2 separate regions of the Mus musculus genome follow, and region 2 is linked to region 1. A link is a contact called in public Hi-C data. All regions are on one chromosome and are shown on one strand. Each heading gives the region's core, a stretch centred on a gene start, on an enhancer-like site or on the middle of the called end of the contact. The rest is flanking DNA. Distances are from core to core; before and after follow the strand shown. Region 1 overlaps Pou2f1 (POU domain, class 2, transcription factor 1). Region 2 overlaps Gpa33 (glycoprotein A33 (transmembrane)).

Region 1 (6,115 bases), core at 3,426-5,925:
CTGAGAGTCCTCGTTGCATACAGTCAACAGAAATGGTAATTACCTATACAACACAAAGCAAGAAGATTTTTGCCTTTTATTTTGCTGTCAAGTATATAATCTGAAGGATTCTTGCTGACTACTGTACCCTCAAAACATGAAACTATTCATTATTCCTAAAAAGCATCTAAGTAAGGTCAAATATTTTTTTCAAATATTTCTCTCTCTCTCTCAAACACATTTTTTTCAAATATTTCTCTCTCCTTCTCTCTCTCTCTCTCTCTCTCTCTCTCTCTCTCTCTCTCTCTCTCTCTCTCAAACACACACACACACACACACACACACAATTACAATCACACGCATTAAGCCAGGTTTCAATATTAGTGAAAAAATTTTAGGGCAAAAAAAGTTAAATGTTAGGTATTTTTAATATGAATGTCAAGTAGAAAAAGAAGCCAGAACATCAATTTCATCTCATGAAAATTTCAAAATAAAATGTCACTATTTCTAGAAAAGGTTTATTTAATGTTCTTTTTAACCTCACTAAATCATATCTATAATCCTAAAAGGGCAGCCCCATAATCCACAGTGAGTTCAAGACAGCCTGTAAGCGCTGCCACAAACTGCTTGTCGTCAGCTCAGTCTTACAGAAAGAAAGCACATGCTGCCGAAAGGTCGGTTCTCACTCTTTCCTACATCAAAACAAATGTTTTTATTTAAAATTACAGTAAAAGTACATCCTTTCTCCTCTGGCATTCTTTCCATCTCTTTTCTCCTTAACAATACCAAAAAACTGTCAAATTTCTTTCAAAGAATAAAAATAAAACCAATACCCAAACCTCTAGTCGTCAGGACTCCATGTTTGCTGTACAATAAGGAGGCCTTTAGCTACTTCGACATGCTTGGTAATGACAGTCTTTTCCTCCATAGTTAACTGTGAGCAAATATCAAGAACCACACACTCCTTTGTAAGTTAAGTACCACGGGCGTTTCCAGCAACATTAAAACAACTGTACAGACTAATCTCAAATGCATACAACATGAACTTTCAGCAACTTCTGGCCAGGTAGGGTTGCTGCACACATCTATAACCTTGGCAACTAGGAAGTAAAGGTACATCAGGTATCCGGGTCATCCTCAGCTACAGCGTGAGTTCAAAGCCAATGTGAGCTACATGAGACCCTGCCTCAAAAAAATGTAAACAACCAAGCTCTGCACAGTTTACTCTATTTACCACTTAAAACTTTTTTTCCCCCAGTCCACAGTTCAATTCCAATGAAAATACAGAATAACAAACCTATAGAAGATTTAGGTCAATTCTAATGAAAACACAAGAATAATAAACCTACAGATAATTCAGTTCAATTCCAATGAGAACACGAGTAGTAACCTATAGGTAATGCAGTTCATTTCCAATGAAAACAGAGCAATGAACCTATGGATAAGTCACGTACATGACAGCAAAGGCAAGCATGCAGATTACCAACAAGCTCTCATTTAAAGACTGCACTCAGCAACTCAATTTGTCCCGCTTGTCTGTTCTGTCGCATGGACAAAGAGAAGAATAACTAATCCATAGTCCATATAAATCAAAGTTGTAACTTTAAAAGCCAGGATGCTAACTAGCACAGAGCAGAATAACACCATAAGTCTTTGGTTCCTCCACCTGCCCTGGCTCTTGGGTTGCAGCTTATCTAACAGCTAATTTTCCCTTCTTGTGGGGTTTTACTTGGTGTGCCTGTTCTCCACTTCCATTTCTTCCCCTGTAGTTTTTAAAAGGATATAAAGCATCTGTATTAAGAATGCCTAAAGATATCAAAGACCTAAAGCTGCACTGGTTGTGTGTGGCATAGGAGGAAGGGGAGGAAAACGTGAGGTAATGAGGATCTACTGTATTTACCGTATGTGCAGGGCATGTGGACAACAATAGGAACCATGCAGGGTGCACTTTTGGTCAGAAAAGAACATGGCAGCCTAATGGGAGGCCTTTGTTCTTCAAAAGGGTCTCCTTTCTCTCTTTTGTGCTTCACTTAATTCATGGCATCTGAGCTGCTCTTGAACTTGACAGATGAGAAAAAAGGGAGAGAGAAGAGTGAGAGTCACACACAAAGAGAAGGGAAGGGAGGACTTAAAAAAGAACTCATTGTGATAATTTAGTTCTGCTAGACTTGGGGAATTTTGAGGAGTTGGCTAGTAAAATTCAGAATTAAAATAAAAATTTCCAATATTACACTAAGTAGTTAAGTAGACAAGTAAAATGCAAAATAAACTCTACAAAAAAAAATTTAATACAGATTATTTTCTGCTACAAATATTTCTTTAAATAGTAAATACTGATTTTTCAAGAGTTACATAAAAGATAAGCATTCTATTAACAACAGTGGGTATTAAATGATTTCCCAGATTAGGAAAATGTTGAGATAGAAGTAGCACAAAAGAACACCAAAAACCACGAGCACCACCTACAGGATGAAGTGTGCAGTCAAGGCTAACAGACTAAAAAACATCAACTGATTGTCATCTTGAAGGCATGAAAAAATAACTGAGCAAGAAATCACAAGTCCTAGGAATCGTTGGCTAATCAAAAATATAAATAACTCTGGTTTGTACGACAAAAGTCAGCTTAAAGCAATAAAAAACATAGTTGTATGAGGCTAATGAGGAGCTTGGCACATAGACTTCACAACCACCTAAACTCCAGCCCCAAGAGCTCCACTGCCTCTGACCTCTGTGCACACCTGCACTCACAGGCACAAACCCACACACATACACTTAACTAAAAATAATTTTTTTAAAAAGGAAAAAGACAGCTATAAAGTGATTCGATAATAATGTCTGGCTTTAAAATAGATTTGGTTACTGTTTTTGAAAGATACTCAGCATAAAACAACCAGATAAGTCTAAAACATAAGAAACTGTCCTATTCCTGTTACATTTAGTATTTACTTTCCCAGGTTTTCCTGATACATGTGACTTAGATACATAAATTTTCATCTTATGCCATACATGTATTTTACATCTCCTTTTTAAAAAAAGAAGTCATCATACACATAGCTCTCATTTCTGGTGTGTTAAAACAACATATTATGCTCTATTGAATTATTTCTACTTCCACTAACATCCGAGCTTCAAGAAGTAGTACTGTTTATATATCTTTCCCTGATAGCTTAAACTAATTCTATAAACAAATGACTAGTGATAACGGATTTCAGTTAAACAGTGCAAACATTTCAAATTCAATGTATTACACTGTTCTCCCAAAGTTGTGCTAAAGTAACTTCTAATATTATCATTTTGTTTTCCTAATACTATATACTCTTTTAAAATTTGACATCTGATAAATTACCTGAAAATGTGTACATGTGTACATATTCCCAATATTTGCTGAGATGTTGTAAAAGTAGTACTTTTAAACTACTTTAAAGTCAGCTACAATTTTATAAAATCTTACTTTATAGTTGATACTTATTTAATTAATGCCCAATCACATTACACTACACAGTGTATTCAGAAGCCACAATCAACTCCTAGTACCAGTGAGTAGACTTAAAACTTAAAACTTTGCACTATCTCAAAGGCAACTGTAATAACAGGCAAAATTAAAACACTGTATGCCCTTTCCAAAATAGCTATTTTGAAAGGATGTTTTTCAGCTAGACTTATGTGCATGTACATGGAAGTAGGTCAGTTATAGACCAAAAATTGTCTAAAACAAATGAAAAAAACATTAAAGGGAAAGGCCATGAATTTGGGAGAGCACAAAAGGTGCATGGGAGGAGTCTGAGGGAAGAAAATGGTGTAATTTTAATTTCAAAAAACAAAAGTTGAGAGAAAGAAAACAACCACTTCGAATCACTCTTTGAATGGATATGGATATGGTTATTTTAGGGTTCACATGTGTAGACGTTAACACCACTAACTCTAATTCTCAAATGCAGCACTACAGACTTTTTGAACAAGGCAATTCTCTTTGGGAAAGAAAAGTGGACAGGTCTGTTCACTCTAGGGTATTTACAAGAGAGTGTCTGATCATTGCCTCTCCCTGGGAAGAACGGGATGAACAAAATTTGTGCCTAGGTAGGAACCACATCACAGGGTACTTCAACAAGCTATCTCACAAACCCCATTTAAATTTAAACGTATTTTACTTGTTTATTCATTTAGTGTGTGTCCTTTGCATGTGACAACTTGCAACAGTCACTTTTCTCCTTCCACCAGGTGGAAGGAATTGAACTCAGGTCATCAGTCTTTTCAGCAAACACTCTTAACACAGAGCCACCTTGACAGGCATCATAGTCCTATTTTTAAGTAGACAAGGAAACCAACATGAGAGCTCATGCTAGAGACCTAACACCCAAGAGGCTGAGGTTAGGAGAGCGCTGCCAAGTCTGAGACCAGCCTGTTAACTACACAGGGGTTTCCTGGCCTACAGCATGAGACCATGACTCCAAAAATGCAAAACAAAACAGTATACATCAAGAGCTAAGACCATATCTCAGTCAGTAATGCACTCCCTGACACGCTTGAGCCTGTGAGTACAATCCTCCCCAGGACAAAAATCAAACAAACAAAACAACAAAACAGAAAAAACCCAAACCTTATACAAATATTTTCAGCAGCTGAATACTTACTAAATTCTCACTAGCCTTCACTACACTGAACAAGGTCTCTTATCTAATTACTAACATGGTAGTTTAAGGAAATACTGAGCTTGGGGCACAACAGATAAACAAAATTACTTTATCACTGTCAACTATCCTATTAGTTTTTCTTACAAATTCTGTCTTAAACCCACGGCTTCTCCACATCTTTTCTAACTACTTCAACTACCAAGCCTTTCCTATCCAGACTGTGTTTTCCCTGTCCCCTCAGCTTTTACTCCACTCATTCACTCAGCTATGAGCCACTGACTGCCTGGTACATGCAGTTTTCTACATACTAAGAATACACTATTAACAAAACTCTCAACAAAATTATTTTATCTAACTAGGTGTGGTCACACATGATTTCTATACTAGCAGAGAGTTGAGTATATTACTATGTCTATGAAGCATCACCTGTGTCATTGTTTTGTAAACACTCTTCTCCATCTTCTGGTATAGAGACAGACAAGTAGACCAATGGAATAGAATTGAAGACCCAGAAATGAACCCACACACCTATGGTCACTTGATCTTCGACAAGGGAGCTAAAACCATCCAGTGGAAGAAAGACAGCATTTTCAACAATTGGTGCTGGCACAACTGGTTGTTATCATGTAGAAGAATGTGAATCGATCCATACTTATCTCCTTGTACTAAGGTCAAATCTAAGTGGATCAAGGAACTTCACTTAAAACCAGAGACACTGAAACTTATAGAGGAGAAAGTGGGGAAAAGCCTTGAAGATATGGGCACAGGGGAAAAATTCCTGAACAGAACAGCAATGGCTTGTGCTGTAAGATCGAGAATTGACAAATGGGACCTAATGAAACTCCAAAGTTTCTGCAAGGCAAAAGACACCGTCAATAAGACAAAAAGACCACCAACAGATTGGGAAAGGATCTTTACCTATCCTAAATCAGATAGGGGACTAATATCCAACATATATAAAGAACTCAAGAAGGTGGACTTCAGAAAATCAAATAACCCCATTAAAAAATGGGGCTCAGAACTGAACAAAGAATTCTCACCTGAGGAATACCGAATGGCAGAGAAGCACCTGAAAAAATGTTCAACATCCTTAATCATCAGGGAAATGCAAATCAAAACAACCCTGAGATTCCACCTCACACCAGTCAGAATGGCTAAGATCAAAAATTCAGGTGACAGCAGATGCTGGCGTGGATGTGGAGAAAGAGGAACACTCCTCCATTGTTGGTGGGATTGCAGGCTTGTACAACCACTCTGGAAATCAGTCTGGCGGTTCCTCAGAAAATTGGACATAGTACTACCGGAGGATCCAGCAATACCTCTCCTGGGCATATATCCAGAAGATGCCCCAACTGGTAAGAAGGACACATGCTCCACTATGTTCATAGCAGCCTTATTTATAATAGCCAGAAGCTGGAAAGAACCCAGATGCCCCTCAACAGAGGAATGGATACAGAAAATGTGGTACATCTACACAATGGAGTACTACTCAGCTATTAAAAAGA
Region 2 (5,654 bases), core at 2,361-4,860, 180 kb after region 1:
CTGTGTATAGAAATACAGCAGTTTTGTGAATATTTATGAGTTGGGCCACCTAGTCACTGGGACACTGTGGCCCCCTTTTCCTCTTAAACCACAGTGAACTAGATTTTGCTTTTAGGATAATTCGTCTTATGATCCTCTTGAAAAACCCACAAAGTGGGGGAGGGGTCAAGGCCACCATGCAAATGATATGGTAATGAAGCTGGGGGTTTTGAAGGAGCCACCCCTTTTATAGGTGTGCGTGGATGATAATGAGAAAGTGCGCTGGTGCCTTCATCTCTGATACAGCAGGGAGAGCTAACTGCATCTCCCAGTGTGTTTAACCACAAAGGGCAATCTAACCACGGGAGACACAGCTACCATGACATCGTATGGTTTCCTTGTTATCTCTTGCCTAACTCCTTACCTGTCTAGTTACAGTGACATTCAGCTGTCCCATATGGCCATGGGTGTTCCGCTTCAGGCGTCCTGCACATAAACAGAACACAAACTTTTTGTCTAAAGCACTCTCCTCGTGTCTTAACTCTGTTGGGAAGGATACCGGCAAACATTCGTGCCTAAGCCCTAAATCTGGGACTAGCTGCTCTCTAACTCTGCATCTTGGTCCCACAATTTCATGTGTCCCCCGTTTTCTTGCCCCTCCAACTCATTTTTGTCTCTGTGTGTTGCCACAACCCGATTTGACAATAATCATGGTTTTTCACTCTTTTTCTTTTTCTAAGTTAAAGACTTCATTTAATTATTTATCAGGGTGAGTATGTAGAAGTAAGATGGCAGCTTTCCCTCTTTCCTGGGACTTGAACTCAGATTGTCAGGTTTGGTGGCAAGTGTCTTTACCCACTGAGCCATCTCTCCAGCCCCTCCTGGTTACCTCTTAACTTGTCCCTTTTCATCTGTGCTCTGGAAAAAGAGCTAACCCCCAAAATACAGAATTCTGGAGTCAGGGATGCTGCTGGACAGTAGAGTTCTTGCCTCGCATGTGGAAGGACCGAGCGAGGTTCGCTCCACAGTCTCAAGCATCAGCAAAAGGCAAAGTACGTTATTGCTTTGGAGGTGAACTGTGAACTACTTAGTGTTGCAGAGTGTCTCAGATGTGACTCGGTAGAATCTGCAGCGTTCAGGCTCTGAGCCAGAGTTGCCAAGATCATCTCAGCCCTGCTAGTCACTTAAACATGTCAACTTGGAGAACATACTTAATCTGCCTCGTGGTATCCCTGTTTCCTCCCGTGTAAAATGGTGGGTGTGATCATAAGGTCTACTGCATACGAGTGTGTGGGTTAGATGCGATAACAAGTATCCAGTCCTTGGAACAGTGCGCAGCATAATGACATACATATCGTAAATAGTAGTTATGGCCTTTATTGTCCAAGCTCGGCTCTCGCCAATCTGTCACTACTCACACTGTGCCCCTTGGGGTTGTCACTGCCGATTTCTGCTGTTTGTTTTTTTTTCCTTTGCCTCCAATGTCTAACATATCACACACGCTGCTCCAGCCTTCTAGCTTTTTATGCGATTAATGCACAGCTGCCTTTCGAGATTCAAAGCAGCTATCAGCCTTCGTAGGAATCGTCCCCCAAGTGGCCAGTCTATGTTATAATCATGAGATACCCTGGTTGCTTGGTTTCAAACTCACTTTTGAGGGAAGAACTCACGGGTTGTATGCCCTGGACATGGTGGACCGACATAATGGCTAGTCACGGTAGAAACAACGCCAGGCAGACCCCAACTGCTCTGCCTGTATTATCAGCTTTAGCTCTCAGCACAATCTTAGGAGATGTATTATCATCAACATCTCCATTTTGTAGTGAGAAAAGAGAGTCTCAGAGCGGCCAAGGCCATTCAGCTAGCAGCAGGGTGAGGATTTGACTGAGGCAGCCTGGTCTGTGCCTGTGGTCTAAGCTGTTAATGTGCTGCCTCGTCAACACCAACGAATAAATAAATAAACAACTTCCAAGGGCAATAGTCAGAACCAAGTGAGCTGGAACTCAGTGGTTAACTAGTGTGGTACCTGGCTTATGGTGGTGCACTGTGGGTGTTGGATGAAGGAAGGGATGGGTGAGAATAAACCATGGGCTGAGAGGGAACCAAGGAGAGAGAGGCTGGTCACAAATGTGAGTGCTGGGATCCGAGCCAGCCTCATTTACACACCGGTATTCCAGGGTGTGTGCTTCTGTGCACACTGGTCTCCCAGGGTGTGTGCCTCGGTGCTGTTTTGTGCTTTTCCTTTGAGTCAGTGTGTCATGCCTCCCAGATTGGCTTAGAACTTGCTACATAGCCAAGGACGACTTTGAACTTTTCCCTCCCTTCACCTCTGGAATGCTGGGATGATCGGCACGCGCCGCAACACCAAGTTTACACGGCACTGGGATCAAATCCAGGCCTTTACGTGTGGTAGGCAAGTACTACCAGCTAAACTACAACCCCAGTCCCTAAAGCTCAAAAGCAAATCTTTAAAAGTCTAAAGTTATCTAGCTAGATAACAAGAGGAATCTACCAGCAGGTACTGCCCTTCTGTTTGACATGTTGTTGGTTTGCTCTGGGGGACGAAGATTGAGTCAGGGCAGGTCTACACCAGGTCCTGACAGACATTTCCTCTTTCTCTCAGGAAAGAGTGGTCACCTGGAATTTTGTGACAAAGAAATACATCTATGGGAACCGTTATGAGAATCGAGTGAGAGTATCTAACGATGCTGAGTTGTCAAATGCCTCTATCACCATCGACCAGCTGACCATGGACGACAATGGCACCTACGAGTGCTCCGTGTCACTGATGTCGGACCAGGATGTCAACGCCAAGTCTCGAGTCCGCCTCTTGGTCCTTGGTGAGTGTCTCTGTCTTTTCCTGTGGGAGGAGGGTGGGCAGAGAGGCGCTGTCAGCAGCAGAGCCATGGTTCTGTCTCTCCCTCTGTCTCTCAAATGCTCTCCGGGGGTTCTCGGTGGCTAGCAGGGTGTTTCTGAGGGCAGAGGTGTGGCTTTGGAGTCACCCCTTGCTCCCGTTGCTCGTTGCCCTCCATACCAACTCTTCTTTCCCCTTCCAAACTCATTACTGAAAAGAAGTGAAGGGGATCCCCCAAGCAATACACGGGTTCTCATCTTGTGTGGCACTCACAGGGCCAATCGTGACCCCCATAGGTGACTCTTTCCCTGCTCTCAACTCTGTTCCACACCAGTTTTTCCACCCTTCCTCTAACAAAGGCACAGTCGCCAACCAATGGGAAGTATGTCCCAGGATAGCATCCTTTTCACAGGAGAATTTGTTGGAATTTATAGTTTTGGAGAGGCGAGGAAACTCATCTGCTTTAATTTCTGAGTAGGTGAGGCCCACAGGAAGTAATTGCCTCAAACCAGTTACTGGGATTGCTTTAATGAGAATCTAGTCTATGTGCAGTGTGAGCAAGGCCCCACTTCTGGGAGGTAGCATCTCTGTGCATCAAAACAGAGGATCCTTTTTCCTCTTTTTCCTTTACACTACTTGGCAGAAGCTCTTTTAAATTGTATGTGGTAGTTGTTGGACTCATAGAAAGCCTTATAGCGTGTCAGACTACACTGCGGTTATCAACTAATGCTGCCTAAAGAATAGGCAAGACCTCTTCCACCCCGCCACCATGTGGCAACCAGTGGTAATGCAGGCAGGCGTCTTAGACTTCGCCCGGCGTTCTCCCAACGCACACCACACACTCAGACACTTTGCTCTTTCCTGTGAAGACGTGAGATATTATAAAGCACTTAGCAAGTTGCTTCTTGACAGCGCACCGTGAACACCTCAGGTTTCAACGCTTTTTTTTAGCTCTTGTTTGAACAAGCAATACTACAATATACCCCTTTATCTCACTTTGTGTAGAGGTATGAATAAAAATCATAAGTTATATATACATATGAGGATTATATATACACAGACTTGTATAACATTTGGGTTCTTTAAATACCTGGCCTGCCTTTTTTGACAGAGGATTTCAAACAAATGGCAAGAATCGGTGTAAATCTGAAACCTGATTCTGCTGGTCCTCCAACCAAACTCCGGCCCGTACATCAAGGACCACCTACTTTTAAAGACAATCAGATTAACCCGAAGAGTTAAGGCTACACGTTTAATATGAGAGTATGGAATTCGTTGAAACTAACCTCTTGCTTTAAAAAAAATTACATGTTAATAAACCCAGCAATATTCTTTGTGAAAAGTTTTCTTTCTCGGTGTCTATATAACTAGATAATTTTTACAAGAGAATGACTTTAATTATACGGGGCGGCTCATTCTGGGGAGGCTAGCAGGAAACTCCGACCTTAGCCCCGGGGAGCTAGCCTTGTCTAGCTCACCTGCAGGAAGCCCCTAAGTCAGAAGACTCAGCAGCCTGTGCGGCAGGTGTTAAATCCTTGTCCTGGCCTCTGGCGCCCCCTGACGTCTTCAAAGGGAACAGACGGCATCTGAGAGGCTTTGAAGCCTAACACATCCCCTCCCACCCTCCATGGCCTCTCCCTCAGTAATTACTCAGGTAACCTTCTGTTTGTAAAACAGGCCACGTGAGAACAAGACCCTCTCCCTTGTGAGTTTCTGCTCCCTCGCCAGTCCTCTTGGCTCCCGCCCGCGGGCTCTTTAAACTAGATCTAACTCGAGATCCCGGCTGTTTGTGATTGGGGCGCTGAAGATCTGGAGAGAGAGGGCCCGGGTGTGCCTGGCACAGGGCCCGCAGGAAGTTTAGAGCCTGTGGTCAAGGGCCTGGAGCGAAAGATCTCGACTCAGTCCTCTTGAAAGCATATCTCTCTTGCTGGCCATCACCCTGGCGGGCAGTTTCTGGAGTTCCTGTTCAGACCACACCCAAGGAGTGGATGAAGCAGGTGCTAGTTTTCCAAACAGGCGCCTTTGCCTTTTACGCCTCAGCAGTTGGTCTCTGGCACTTTCCTTCCCACTTCTGTCTGTATCCGACAACTCCACCCCGCCCCGACCAACCAACCAACCAACCAACCAACCAACCAACCAACCAACCAAAAACTAGCTTGGGGGGTGGGTGGTGTCCCTCTGCTATTCCACCACTTAGTCTAATGAGTGTATGGGAGTTTGCCGCTGCGCCTCCTGCTAAAGGCATGCCTGAGAGTGAGGTTGGCTAGGTAAGGGCCCTGCAAGGTTCTGGTGTGCGGCCCAGGAGGGAGAGAGAACCACAGCAGGAAGGAATGCTCAGAGGGTAGGTTCGCCTCCCCTTCACCGCCAGTCTCAGGTCTGCTAACTCCCGGGCGGGCGGGCAGGATGCTGCAGGAGCCTAAGTAGCCAACCTCTGGCAGGTGTTCTGCTCACCTGCTCCTGCAGGCTGGCCTTTGATCCTCAGGAGCTAGGGTTTTGTTTGGCGATTCGGGAGTGCCTCTAATGTGTCCCCGTGGTTGGTGGTTACCATCCGCCCCATACCTGGCTGGCCCAGCTGTGTCAGCAGATGCAAGGCACTCTTAATAATAGCCTGCTTATTTCCAAGAAGAAATTATGCAGCTGCTGGAGTGGAAGAGAGGAGTCGGGGACAATTCCTCTGACAACTTCCAGGTGGGTTAAGACTGGCATTAACCCTCAAGATGGGTGACCATGTGCCTGAACTGGGCATGCAAGCCATCCAAAATGGCATGTGACAAAGGTAGAAGGGTCGGAGGACCTCAGAGACAACTTCCTCCACCAAGTG

Evidence for each region. A called contact is a pair of places that touch in the nucleus more often than the background predicts.
Region 2: a Hi-C map of the G1E-ER4 cell line shows a contact between it and region 1, with 9 times the contacts expected there. The contact joins two enhancer-like sites. A contact is called at or near these places in 1 of 39 promoter capture datasets (pre-B cells), 3 of 15 datasets of contacts at CTCF or cohesin (the G1E-ER4 cell line, large pre-B cells and pro-B cells), 43 of 484 Hi-C or Micro-C datasets (the 63-12 cell line, B cells, CD4 T cells and 27 more), 13 of 115 datasets of contacts at active chromatin or transcription factors (astrocytes, craniofacial prominence, embryonic basal ganglia and 8 more) and 1 of 9 other capture datasets (embryonic stem cells).

The regions. Positions count from the first base shown.
Region 1 is chr1:165,964,781-165,970,895 of GRCm38.p6, forward strand. All of the region lies in intron 1 of Pou2f1 (POU domain, class 2, transcription factor 1), which reads right to left. Among named protein-coding and RNA genes, the nearest start is that of Pou2f1, 35 kb to the right of the region's middle. Within about 2 kb of position 4,676, at least 8 of the 459 cell types and tissues checked have an H3K27ac peak or open chromatin away from gene starts, as enhancers often do. A contact at or near this core is called in the G1E-ER4 cell line, where this site is marked.
Region 2 is chr1:166,149,966-166,155,619 of GRCm38.p6, forward strand. It overlaps Gpa33 (glycoprotein A33 (transmembrane)), which reads left to right. Exons shown (of 7, transcript NM_021610.2): 3 at 2,603-2,819. Among named protein-coding and RNA genes, the nearest start is that of Gpa33, 23 kb to the left of the region's middle. Within about 2 kb of position 3,611, at least 31 of the 459 cell types and tissues checked have an H3K27ac peak or open chromatin away from gene starts, as enhancers often do. A contact at or near this core is called in the G1E-ER4 cell line, where this site is marked.